Regions from separate parts of the Mus musculus genome. Here region 2 is linked to region 1. Evidence: chromatin contacts called from public promoter capture Hi-C data. All regions are on one chromosome and are shown on one strand. Each heading gives the region's core, a stretch centred on a gene start, on an enhancer-like site or on the middle of the called end of the contact. The rest is flanking DNA. Distances are from core to core; before and after follow the strand shown.

Evidence for each region. Capture Hi-C pulls out chosen DNA fragments and counts their contacts.
Region 2: a promoter capture Hi-C map of adipose tissue shows a contact between it and region 1. The contact joins the promoter of Nfe2 here to the promoter of Zfp385a in region 1. A contact is called at or near these places in 11 of 39 promoter capture datasets (the C10 cell line, the HPC-7 cell line, HPC-7-derived erythroid cells and 7 more), 1 of 15 datasets of contacts at CTCF or cohesin (large pre-B cells), 14 of 484 Hi-C or Micro-C datasets (CD4 T cells, the G1E-ER4 cell line, the N1E-115 cell line and 6 more), 17 of 115 datasets of contacts at active chromatin or transcription factors (the 230-238 cell line, CD8 T cells, the HPC-7 cell line and 12 more) and 3 of 9 other capture datasets (adipose tissue, liver and pancreatic islet).

Annotation. Positions count from the first base shown.
Region 1 is chr15:103,337,973-103,343,837 of GRCm38.p6, reverse strand. Zfp385a (zinc finger protein 385A) reads left to right here and starts at 3,752. Exons shown (of 8, transcript NM_013866.2): 1 at 3,752-3,791. The coding sequence starts at 3,782.
Region 2 is chr15:103,251,330-103,257,746 of GRCm38.p6, reverse strand. Nfe2 (nuclear factor, erythroid derived 2) reads left to right here and starts at 2,308. Exons shown (of 3, transcript NM_008685.3): 1 at 2,308-2,597.

The sequences.
Region 1 (5,865 bases), core at 2,503-5,002:
TTGTCTTGAAAAAACAGAGAAAGGGGGTGGGAGGGGGTTGACTCCTTTGTTGTTCCTCATCCAGCTCCCACTAGGGGGCTTACCTACCACAAAGGAGAAAAGAGAAATCTCTTCTCTTTGTGATTGAGAATTATGAAAGATGTAGAGAGGTCCCTGTGAAAGGTGAGGAAAGATGGCACAACACACTCACCTGGGCTTCCCTTAAATCAGGAAAAATAAAGTGAAAGGAAAGCCCACTAGGTGTTGTTTGCACATTTTGTGTGTGTGAGAGGCCACATGCCACAACATGAAAATGGAGATCAGAAGACAACTTGTAGAACTTAGTTTTCTTCCACTGAGTGAATTCATGACAGGCAGAGGGGGTGGCACACACCTTTAACCCCAGTACTAAGGAGGCAGGCAGAGGCAGTTGAATCTCTGAGTTTAAGGCCAGCCAAGTTATACAGCAAGTTCCAGGACAGCCAGGGCTACATAGAGAAACCCTGTCTCAAAAGACGGGGGGGGGGGGGGGGGGGGGCAGAAAGAGAAAAGAGAAAAATAATCAAATTCAGGTTATTGGGCTTAGTGACAAGTGCCTTTAATCACCTGCTTTGGGGTTTTGTGTTGCTATTGTGTGCCAATGCAAGGGCAGGGTGAAGGGCACTAAGTGGCTCACATACATGATCTCGTCTAATTTTCCTTCCTGTGTGTGTATGCACGCTTGTATTTATGTGGAAGTCAGAAGACAAACTTGAATTTGGATGTTGATCCTCACCTATCTTGCTTGAGACAGGGTCTCTTATTTACTGCTGAGCATAGTAGTAGGCTGGCTAGCCTGGCAATTCTCCTGAGTCTCCTGGGTACAATCAGATATCAGATGTAAATGCTGTTGTGTCAGGCTTTTCTGTGTGTTCTAGGGATCTGAGCTCAGGTTGTCGACTTCCATCATAAGTGTAGCAATCCCGTGATGGTACCATTAACCCCTTCTATTCCAGGAAACACTGAGGCCTGGAGCTTATGTAACTTGTCCAAGGTCACACTGTATAGCAGAACAAGTCACGCTCAGTATTGCCTGACTGTGAAATCCCTTATTCTTAACCAACATGCCAGAGAGCTCAGGTCTTCAAAGAGAAATCGTGTAACATGAGGGAGCCCCAGGATCCTCTTCTCAAGGTCTGTCCTGATGTTGCAAAAGGCTGAATAAGGCAAAGATGGTTATGACACGCTAGACCAGAGTTTTACCACCAGAGGGCAGCATAGCCACAAATTTCTGGGGATTTGTGACAAGGAGGTATGAGAGCCAACTCTCCCCATCAACAGGGCTATTATTATTAACTCAGACTTCTGGCACCTTCAAATATTCCTCCACCTGAACCACACACCACTCTAAGGTCTTAGAATCCTATACTTAATGAGTATCTTCCCAGAACCCACGAAGAAAGAGGGACTGAGGCAGCAAAAACACTGTGAGGCAGAGAAGCACCCAATACGTCCAATGATAGTAAGAACTCTCAATGAGATGCTATTGGAAGAGGTAAACACCAACTCCAGGGACTGAATCTAAAATGTCTCCCACTGTAATGAGGAAATGGCTGGGGCTTAGGGCTGGTGTCTGGGTATGTCAATATACGGTTAAGTACCTTTGCTTCTAGAGAGAGTGAGGAGATCTCCCTCTAATTAAGGAATTCCTTGGGCTCAGGCAAGCCATGGGTGTGATCTAGTACCATCCCTGAGCTTACTTCTTGGATTCTTCTATGTCTGTCGTCTCTGAACTGAGCTGCCTCTCCTCAACCACCCTACCTGCCCTGCAGATAGGATGTGTCTCCCACTCCGAGGCCTGAGCAACCCAGAGGAGAATGGAGTCTGTCTGTGGAGATCAGCCGCCCGAACCTTCTCCTTGCTTGCCTGAGTTGGTGGAAATGGAAGAGAGAAGTGAAGAAGTAAACGGAAGCAGAGCGACTGGAGATGTCAGAGGGGGAAGGGGCTCAGGAGAGGCAGCTGGCAAGCGGGAAGATGATCTGGGGGTCTCAAGTTTCTTGACATCAATTAGGGCAGCCGGCCTGGACTCATTAGTAGCCTGGGGTGCAGGGGCTCATCAATAATGAATCTGCCCCACACAATGCTCCCCCAACCCCCCAGCTGCCTGCAAGGTCACCGCACCCTCTAGCCAGCTGCCTCCCATAGTAAGCTAAGCAATCCCTCATCTGAGTTCCACCTAACTCGGGAGACCCTGGAAAGACAGTGTGGGCAGGTGGGCCTGAAGGGCAAGGAGGGGGCTCTCGAATCAGCCAAGCCCAGTGCTGGCCCTCGTTTTAGTATGTCTCCTCCCCAGGGGAGAAACCTGGAAAAGGAGAGGAGGGGCTAAACCTAGGAAGCAGGCTTTCTGTTATAGAAGTGCAGGAGGATTCCAGCAAGTTAGATTCAAAGCGAGAAGATGGCCTCTCGTGGACCCAGAGATCCCACATCTTTCCTCAAAGCAGGATCACAGGACTCAAAGACTAGGGTGCCGGCACCCATCTTTCACCTAGCCTTGAGCTGGAGTATCTTGGCAATTGCAAACAGCTTTTCACAGATGGAAGGCAGACATTGCTGAGGCTCACAGTAGGAACAAATCTAAAATTCCTGCACCTGAGTTAGCAATCAAGCCCCAACTTCCCGCCAGAAGCTGGAAATGCCCTCCTTTCCTCAAAGTTTCTGAATCCAATCCTATCACTCATGACCCCGCTTTTCACTCTTGCCTCCACCCTCCCTAAACCATGAGTGTTCCAATTCCCAGTCTCACCCCCTCTCCCTCTGGCTGGGTTGGCCTAAAGCTGGCTGCTTGGCCTTCTGGGAACTCTGCCTGCTGCCCTCCCTCTTGTGGCAGGTACAGACAGGTTCAGGCTGTAGCAGCTGCATCTTCCCTAGATACCTATCCGACTCTCACACTCCAGCTTCCTCCTGTTTGCCTTAGGAACATCCCATTCTCAAACGTCTCCCCAGCCTTCTTACACCCCTGCCACCTGAATCAAAGCTCTTCTTGGTAAGGTGTCCTGCATTTAACCCCGGGATAAATGCCCCTCCTCCCCAGCTCAGTCCAGGACATCTCTATAAGGTTGAACCTCGCTGATTCTGACCTTCTGTCATCTTCTAAATAGCCTAGCAATCACCACTGCAAGCTTCTAATTTCTGCCTCCTCAGGACCACTGAATGCAATCTGTTCACTTAGCTTCCCCTAAGAACACTGTCAGATAAACCTCGAATCCATCTTCAGAACCACGACTCACCTCTGATAGTCAGTCTCGACATCCTGCTCCGAAGCGGAACAAAGTAGGACCCAGGCATCCTCCCTGCACCTCCAGGGCCCACCCAGCCCATTGCTCTAGAGGGGCATCACTATCCCACTCAACCCGGGCTCTGTTCCTCCCCAGATCACTTAGGATCCTGTCCCTCTATCAGCTGAGAATGAGTCTTCCCGCCCTCAGACTGAGCCACTCAGGAACCCAGGCATTTTAGTTCCCAGCCTCCTCAATAACCTCACACCATCTTGTTCCCCAGCCCCAGCTAAAGCGACATCCTAAAACCCAGAGATTGGGGGCGGTAACTGAAAGGCTGGAGGAAGCGGGAGGCTGCCAGGACGCCCCCTCGCGGAGCCCGGGGTGCCAGGGTGCCCCCTCCGGTCTTCACCTGCTGTGGGCCCCGCCCCCGCTCCGCCTCGGCCCGCCCCTGCTCCTCCCCGACTCCTCCCCCCTGTACCCCGAGTCCGACCAGAACGGCCCCCGGGACAGAACGACGCGGAACCCCGGGAGCCAGGGTCCCCAGCATGATCCTCGGTGAGTGGTCTCCACGACTCTGGGATCCGGGTCCCTGGTTCCTTCTCACTGGGTCACCAACCCCCACCCTCCCTCACCTCGGCACCGCGGTGACTGCGGCCGCCGGTCTGCCACTCATTCCCCCTCCCCCCTCATCTGGCTGCACATCTGGGGTCCCCTCTTCCTCTCTTCCCCTAGCTGCGGTTTCTCCTGGTAACATAGGGAGGGGCAAAAGGAAGGCCGAGAGAGCGAGACCCCCGCCCCATAATGAGAACATTGCGTATTCATGAGGCTCATGAATATTATAAGACAGTGCAGGAGAGACTGTGGGAGGGGGCTGGTCCTGGCCTGGTAGAGTTGGAGTAAAGGTTCTGACCCGTCACCTCCAGCGCCTTCCCCCACCCTTGGCTTAGCCACTCCGACAGCCTTCTGGGCCCAGGATAAGAGGGAAAGGAGGAAGTGGGGGGCGGAGGAAGAAGATGCTGGGTGTAGCTTCGAGGTGAGTGTGGTGGGAGGTGGGAACCTGACGGGTGAAGATAAGGGGGCTGGGTAGAAGAGCGGGTGGGAAACTGTCCATCCCGGGCTCTTGCGGCTTAGATCCTGTCTCCGCAGCCATCCTGCCCCGACACGCCGGGACCTGCCCCTCTCTCCCTGCGCCGGCTGCCTGGGCCCTTCTTCTTCTCCTCCTTCTTCCCTTCCACCCCAGCCGTGGGTCGGGGGCTACAGGAGACCAAGGAGAGAAGGAAAGTCAGAGTGGGGGGAAGGGAAGTCCCGCTGGGCTCTGACAGCCAGCCCGTTCAGCCTTGGCCACCCCATCTTCATGACCTACATCGGGAAGGGAGCCCCAGGGATGGGGGAGGAGAGGGCCTAGCTGTACTCCGGACTCCGCAGCAGCCCCTGCCCTCAACCCTGCTGCCACAGCAGTGCAGGGCCTGCTCTGACCTCTGACCTCCACCCTGGCTAGGCCGGTTCCAGGGCCCTGTTTATTGTGAAGCCCCCTACCACTCTCAGACACCTGTGGTCTCCCTGCCCCCACTGAGGACACCTGGCTCTGTGCTTATGCTGAACTATATCCCGTGTCCTCATCCCTCTCCCAAGACTCTCTGCCTGTGTTCTCTTCTTTCCAGTGACTGTGTATCTTTCCTAGCCCATTTCTCCACTCTTGCGTCCTTCCTCCATCTAGCTGTTGTGTGGTCTCAGCCTCTCTCACGACTTTTATGCCTTGCTTCCCTCCAGCTGGCCAACCATCATAGCTATTTAAATCCCTCTGCCCCAAGGCTGTCTCTAGTAGGTGGTCTGCCTTCTAATTCCGGGAGACACCTCAACACAGTTTAGACTCAGGACCCTAACACACAGGCTCCACATTCTGCCTACCGTTGTGTTCCTGTACTCTAGCTGTATCCTGGGCCAGCTGTAGCGGCTATAGCCTGCTTGCCCAGAGTAGGCCAGGCTAAGCCTTGTTTGCCCTGGTCTGGAGGCCACTTTAAACTAGGTATCAGGCCTGGAAGACCCCTGCCAACACCCAGCCACAAGAAGACTGAATCCAAACTCTCTGACATTGGACCCTGCCACCAACTGGCCCCAGCCATCTCTTTGGAGGACATGATAATTAACTCCCTCCTTTTGCCAAGTCCACAGGGGGTGGGAATCTAGTGGTGCCCCCATTCAGCTTAGCTTTCCTCTCATCCCCTTAAATCCCAACGAGGGAGGAAACTGCCTGCCAGTGCTCAAGACTCACCTTTAGAATCATACTGAGGTGTTCGGGTCTGAATGCTAAGGTCACTGAGTCCTCTACAAGGCAGCCCTAGAGGAACCCTGAGATGGCTGTGCCCAGCTCAGCTGTATGTGGTGTCTCATGCCTATCATCACAGCAGGTTGGGGGAGGTTATTGGGAGTCGAGGCTAAAGAATAAGTTCATGGCCAGCCTAGGCTACAGAGTGAGAACCTAGCTCAAAACAAAATTAGAGCACACATAAGAATCAGGGCCTCAGGGTTCAAGATGGTAGTTCTGAGTTCAGACTCCTAGGCTGCCACTGTCTAAGACCCTGGTTTAGTGAGGGGCGGAAGCCTGGAAAGGGAGGGTTCTTCTGATCAG
Region 2 (6,417 bases), core at 1,059-3,558, 85 kb after region 1:
TTAAATTGTACAGTACTCCTTATCCCAGATCCTAGGACCTAGGAAAATATTTGCTGCTAGGTGACATTCCCCAGCCCCTGGGGTGTTTAGGCTTATCACCTACTTGTCACCTCATGCCCACTCTAGAAACATCTGTATTTTATGCTTCAGCATATCCACACCTTTGCTAGAATACTCTTTTTTTTTTTCTCCACAGCCCAAGTCTACTGGAAAGCCTTGCTTGGATTTCACCAAGTAGGATTAATTTCTTTCATTGCACACTGCTTCACATAGACTTTTTGTGTTGTTTTGTTTTTGAGGCAAGGTCTTCCTATGTATGTATGTATGTATGTATGTATGTATGTATGTATGTATGTATGTGTGAGGCTGTCCTGGAACTTACTGTATAGATCAGGCAGGTCTGGAGTAGTGATTCTTTTGTCTTTGTTTCATGAATGCTTTTTTCTTTTTTAAACAGTGTTTCACTATATGTCACATGCTGTCTTGGAATTTACTATGTAGCCCAGGTTGGCCTTAAAAAAAAAAAAAAAAAAAAGTCTGTCTTCCTGCCTCAGCCTCCCAAGAACTGGATTTTTAGGCATGTGTTTTCATGTCCACTGGCTATAGATCTGAGTGGGTGTGAAAACATGGACTGTCTTAGTCATATTTGTGTTTCTGGAGTAGAAAATAAATATTTTTGAATGAATAAAGGCTAAGGTCTGTCTATGTTGTATATAGATATATCTGAAATGCCATACACCCTGTTCATGAATTATCTGTAATCTGATATTATACAAACAACTGCATGTGTGACTGTTACTATCTCTTATCTCCTATGAGGACCCTAATAAGTATGCAAGGGCATGTATGTGACCTAGATTCAGTCTCACACTAGGCCCCAAGCCCACATCCAGCATGCAGTAAAGTCATTGGATTGCCTCCTGACCCGCATAAACTATACAGGTGTGTGTGATCAGGTTGGAATGGGAAGTACTCAGCCTTAGGTCTAGCTGAGTGTGGGAAATCTCAGAGATGTTAGCTTGATGGGAGGTTCCTTGTGGTATCAACACACTAAGTCATTACTTGCTTGACTATGTTGCCAGGTTGTGGAAGATAGTGGGGAGAACTAGAGTGGTCAAAGAAGACACTTTTGTGATCGAACAGTTGGAAGGCTCCCAGCAGCTGTTGTTCATGCTTCAGGCCAATATAGTCCCACTATTCTAACAGAAAGCACAATCCTATCCAAAGCGTTAGCAGAATGACACCTCTACCTTGGGGTAGGACTCACCTGCTTTTCTGCCTATCTTATTAGTTTGTTTTTCAGAGACAGGGTCCCATGCACATCAGGCTGGCCTCAAACTCACCACGTAGCCAATGTTGACCTTGAACTCACCTTTCCTCTAGCTCTTGAATACAGGGGTTCTAGGTCTTTTGTCAAATACCCAGCTTTGCTTCTGGTCTAAAAATGTTTCCAAATTAACTTGAATATCAGTGAGAAAAACAATAGAGAAAAAGTGGTGTAAGCCGTATCAATCAGAACCGAAGTTAGATAGACCAAAAAGACATGTTCCTTTGGTCTGAAAGTTACTGAAGCAGACACAGTGAGCACTCCTATAATTCCAGCACAGGGAAAGCAGATGAGAGACTTCTGGGAGAGCACAGTTGTCTGATACAGAGCTGTTGTGTACTAGGAGATGAATCTGATGTACATATGTAGCCTGGCCTGCAAGAAAAAAAGATCCCTTTTAGGGAGACTAATTATTAACCAACAGGACAGTCTCCCACCTAAGGACCCTCACCCCACACACACTGGCAATAAATAAATAAATAAACAAACAAATAAATAAATAAATAAATAAATAGGACAAAAAAGAATCCTTTGTCCTAGAGCATCTGAGGCAGGGGTTGGCGGGGTAACTCATTAAAGGATACCTCTAAGCAGCTAGCAGCCTCTCATCCCCAAAATAGTTCCCTTAGAGCCCAGGCTTTCTAGAAGTGAAGGTTGTTGCCCTAAGCAAATTGGACTCAGATACCTGGTTCTTACTGCCTGCTGCCTTTTGCCTTGTTATGACTTAGTTTCCCTGTCGGTCTTTAGGAGACACCACCTGAAAGAAAGAGGAGGCTGCGGGCCATGTTTATTTAAGCTTAGGAGTCTCTTGTGAGTGGACCATCGACTGTGAAGTCAGCCCGAACAAACAGGGAATGAACTGTCCTGGACCAGCTGGAGAGGGTCTGAAGCCTGTGAGCCCCGGGTGCCCCCGCTGCCACAGAGAGGCGGGGGCGGGGTGCAGCAGAAACCACACCGGGCTCAAGTTTCCTCTCTTGGCCAGAAGGGGCAGGAGGAGAAGAGGGCCACGGGGAAAGGGAAGGGTTGGAGGAAGCACTGGTAACTCCGACCGAGGGCTTCGGAGAGACCGCCGGTGCGCCCGCTTCTACCGGGGCCAACCGGTGCTCCGCGCCCAGCCATGGCCCGGGGGCGGGGCTCGGCCCTCAGTAGTACTCAGAGGCAGCGCTCAGCGCCCAGGAGGTGTCAGCTCTGACCCAGCCTCTCAGGGACACTACCCGCAGCCTCATCTCTCTCCTCGCCGGGCTTGGAATCCGCCACAGGTGCCTGAAAGGCGAGTCTGAAGGGACGCCTCAGTGGGCTCTGGGGAGGTCAGGCTGGGCAGGTGGAGGAGGTACAGGGAGGAATACCTAAGTTTCTGTCTGGATGTTTCTAAGACATCTTCCTAGACTATACCTGGTGTAGGAAACTGATACATTAGGAGTAATAATACTACTTGGAGATACTTTTAGATGACTTCCTGGCTGTTCTAGGACCCTTGGGGTGGCTGGGGTGGGAGGTTGTAGGTGGGGGGGCTACACAATGCTTTACTAAATAGCACCCTGGAGGAGCAGGGGAGTGAACAGGAGGAACCCTTCAACTGGCCTGCTGACTGGGGGAGCTAGTAGGCTCCAGTAATATGGTGCCACCTTGTACCCTTCCCCATGGTATTCTGTAGCCCCGACCATCTGAGATTTGGGGGAAGCGAAGGGACCATAAATATGGGATGTCTGAACTTCTGAAAAACCTTGTTACAGCAAGGTGGGGGGGTTGGCTGAGTGGTTCCCCGTTGCCTCTCCTCCTGTACAGTCCTAAGCTGGACCTGAAAAGAGGAGGGCATTCAATCTCAGTGTAGATGCTTCTATGGAAACTCTTGGCTGCTAGTAGCAGGAGGTTGAGATGCTATGGGAGAAAAGAGAGCCACCAGATCTGCGGACTGCAGCCTCTACTTATTGCTTCCAATGAGCCAGAGTTCTAGGGATAGAGTCACTGGAGAGCAGAAATTCATTCCCTTTTCCTTGTTTCCAAGCATCATGTTGATATATATATATATATATTCCCAGGGGACTAAGCCTTCGTGGTTCAAATCTTCCCTCTTCGTTCTATTGACTTCTTCTCTATTTTGCCTCTGCGTGCCTCTCCCTTTTGAGAAATTCTCCGTAATCTTTGTAACAAGGTTGCTTACCTGCTAATTTACACACCAAGTTTTACTCATATCTCTCTAATCCTTCCTTTGTCTGTGTTGACACCAAGAGAGGTGGGGTAACCTAATAAGCCTCAATACAGTACCCTGAAGCAAGCTCCCTGTCAAAGAAGTTCAAAGTCTTAGGCTAGCAGTGGAAGCCAAAATGTCTTCTTCTACCTCTCCAAATGATCCTGTATCCCTAGAAAGTTTTGTAACCTGTGAAGTCTTTGGAATCATGAGAAGATCTTTGGAAGATTCTAAGGATGTAGCTTGGTGGTAGAGTGTTGGCATGGCATATTCAAGGCTCTGGGTTGGTCTGGAAGGAGGGAAGGAGAGTAGGCAGGTAGGACCACCAGAGTGAAAAGGAAGAATGGAAGTTTCTGCAGTTGGCTCAAGTTCTACCAGATCTACAGTGTGGAGGATCGAAGGGGATAACCACCCCAGTAGATCTGGTGGTTTTATGACCTGAAGAGGAAGGCTAAACTGTAAAACAAGAGCAGTGTTGCTAAAGAGCCCCTGGAAAACTAGCTCACATTCCCTGTCTCTTTTCACTACCCTCTCTGGTATTCTTTCTGTCTGGCTTCTAGTCTGTCCTACTGGCTGCAAGCTTGCTGGTCCTCTGAAAGGCAGGCTCCCAAGATCCAAAGGGCCTGTGCCTGGTACAAGCCAATGGTCTGGTGGTTTCCTTTATGAACCTCTGCTCAGCCTCCAGCCTCTTCCTGCCCCCTCTACACTCTTTTTTTTTTTTTTTTTTTTTTTAATCTCAGGAACAAGAAGACTTACTTTCAGGTCTTCATAGGAAAGGGCTGATAGCTAGGTACCACTTGAAGTCTAGCTTTGCCTGGGTTTGTAGCTAGATGAAGAGTATAGACAACTTGCTATTCCCCTTTCCGGCTTTATGTTCTTTCCTGCAAATTCATCTAGATGTGTGTTTCTTGAGGTGAGTCTGGCCTCCTCTCTATGTCTAGGGCATTGTTGTTCTTAGGGGCCTGCACATCCCAAGGCATCAGGCATGTTTTCCATACACCCCAGGTAAATGTGGCTGACTAGATGCAGCTTGTTCCTTCTACAGTTGTGAATTTCTCTACTCCTGTCTCCATTTAGCTGGAAACTGTGATGCAATTTGTCCAAGGCCATACATCTTGAAGGCTGGAGAATCTTGCCTACTAGGGCAAGATCTTTGTATAGTACCTCAGATTCAGATCCAGGAAGACAGGTGAGACAAAGAGAGGTAGACTGGGTGAAGAACTTTGATGCAACAGTATAGTCCCTGCCTACCCAAAAACTCCTTCTTCATTCACTAAGCCTTTGGGCAATTTCCGCCAGAACTTGGGTGGGGAGGGTGGAGTTCCGGTGTTGAAATGGCATCCTGGACAGACATAAACACCCCACCCATTCTACCCGTTGGTCAAAGGCCTGTCTATATCAACTCCCATTTCTGGGGATGGCTTTATAGCAAGAGGGTGGAGGCAGAGCCTCAGGCAGATCAGTTGTTAAAAGGACACTTGGTAGTGGCTATACATTTTGTGGTAGGTCCAAGAGGAGACTCCATAATGAATAGCAGGAGGAGCTATCCTTGTGATGGGTCATATAAAGTCATACAATTTGAGGTCATACAGCCCTATCCTCTGGTCTTCTGTAAGGCGTTTCTTTTATTTATATGATGTGTAGTGTGGATGTGAATGTATGTACATGCTGTGCTGTCTGGCCCTGAGATATCAGGAGAACCTTGCCAAGTCTACTTGAAATCTATTTGGACACAAAGAAAACAGATTCAGATAGAGATGGTATCAGGGAATATGGAGGCAGGATGAGGAGAGAGATGGACCAAGAGGAGATGATGAAAACCACGGTAAGAGTTTGCAAATGACCAGGCTGTAAGGGTTCAAGTTGGCTTGTCTAACCTTCTGGCTTTACTACTGGGAGAACTAACCAGGAACAGTGAGGTGTCTTACCCAACACCACACTGCTGCTTTGCAGCAGAGCTGAAAGCTAGAACCCAGATTAAAAAGAGGGACAGAAGGAGAGCCCAAAGTGATATTGCCCAGAAGAGAAAAGGGCCTGAGACACTATGGGAACTTGCTAAGGTAAATTGCTTGTAGTGGCGTGGGTTGTGGATAGTCAGCACTTTGGGAACCAAAGGAGCTTAGAATGCAGCAATGGATGTGATCAGGTTCCAACCTGCCATCTATTCAGTATCTGCCTGTAGGATCTGCCTTTACAGGGTCTTTGTGAAGCCCAGCCTAATATGCTTTTAAAATGCATAAAAGTCTTGACAAGTGCTTGCTTAAATCTTTGTTGAGTGTTGACCTTGGAAGAGAGAGGAGCCCTGGTTATGCTGGGTGGGACATGACCAAATGACCTTGTTGGGATAAAGGGTAAAGGTCCAGTGTCTCCTGGAGCCCATTCCTCCTCTGCCTCTGCTGCCTGCAGCTGATAAACCCCTTATCTGGCCCAGGCAGGGGAACCTAAAGTAAGGATGGGAGGAGAGGGAAGGGTTGCTATCACCGGCAGGCTTGGGGCCTATCTCAGAGAAGGGGAGGGGCTGTCTGACTAACACTTCCCACAACACACTCCTTGAGGATCTCTAAGCACTCACTTCTTGGGAAGAAAGGGCTGAAATACTAGGTGTGGTGGTACATGCCTTTAATTCCAGCACTTGGGAGGCAGAGGCAGTCGGATCTCTGTGAGCTAGAAGCCAGCCTGGTCTACATAGCAAGTTCTAGGACACAGCCAGGGACACATAGCGAGACCTTGTTTTAAAAAACAACAATGAAAGGGTTAGACCCTACGCTGAGGACACAAGAAGAAGGCAAGGGTGACTCTTGATGTTTTCTTCCAGAATGGAAAATGAAATTTCAATCCCCAAACCTGAGAAAGACTGGATTTTGTCTCTGGACAGGAATACCATTTTTAGGGAGTAAGAGAA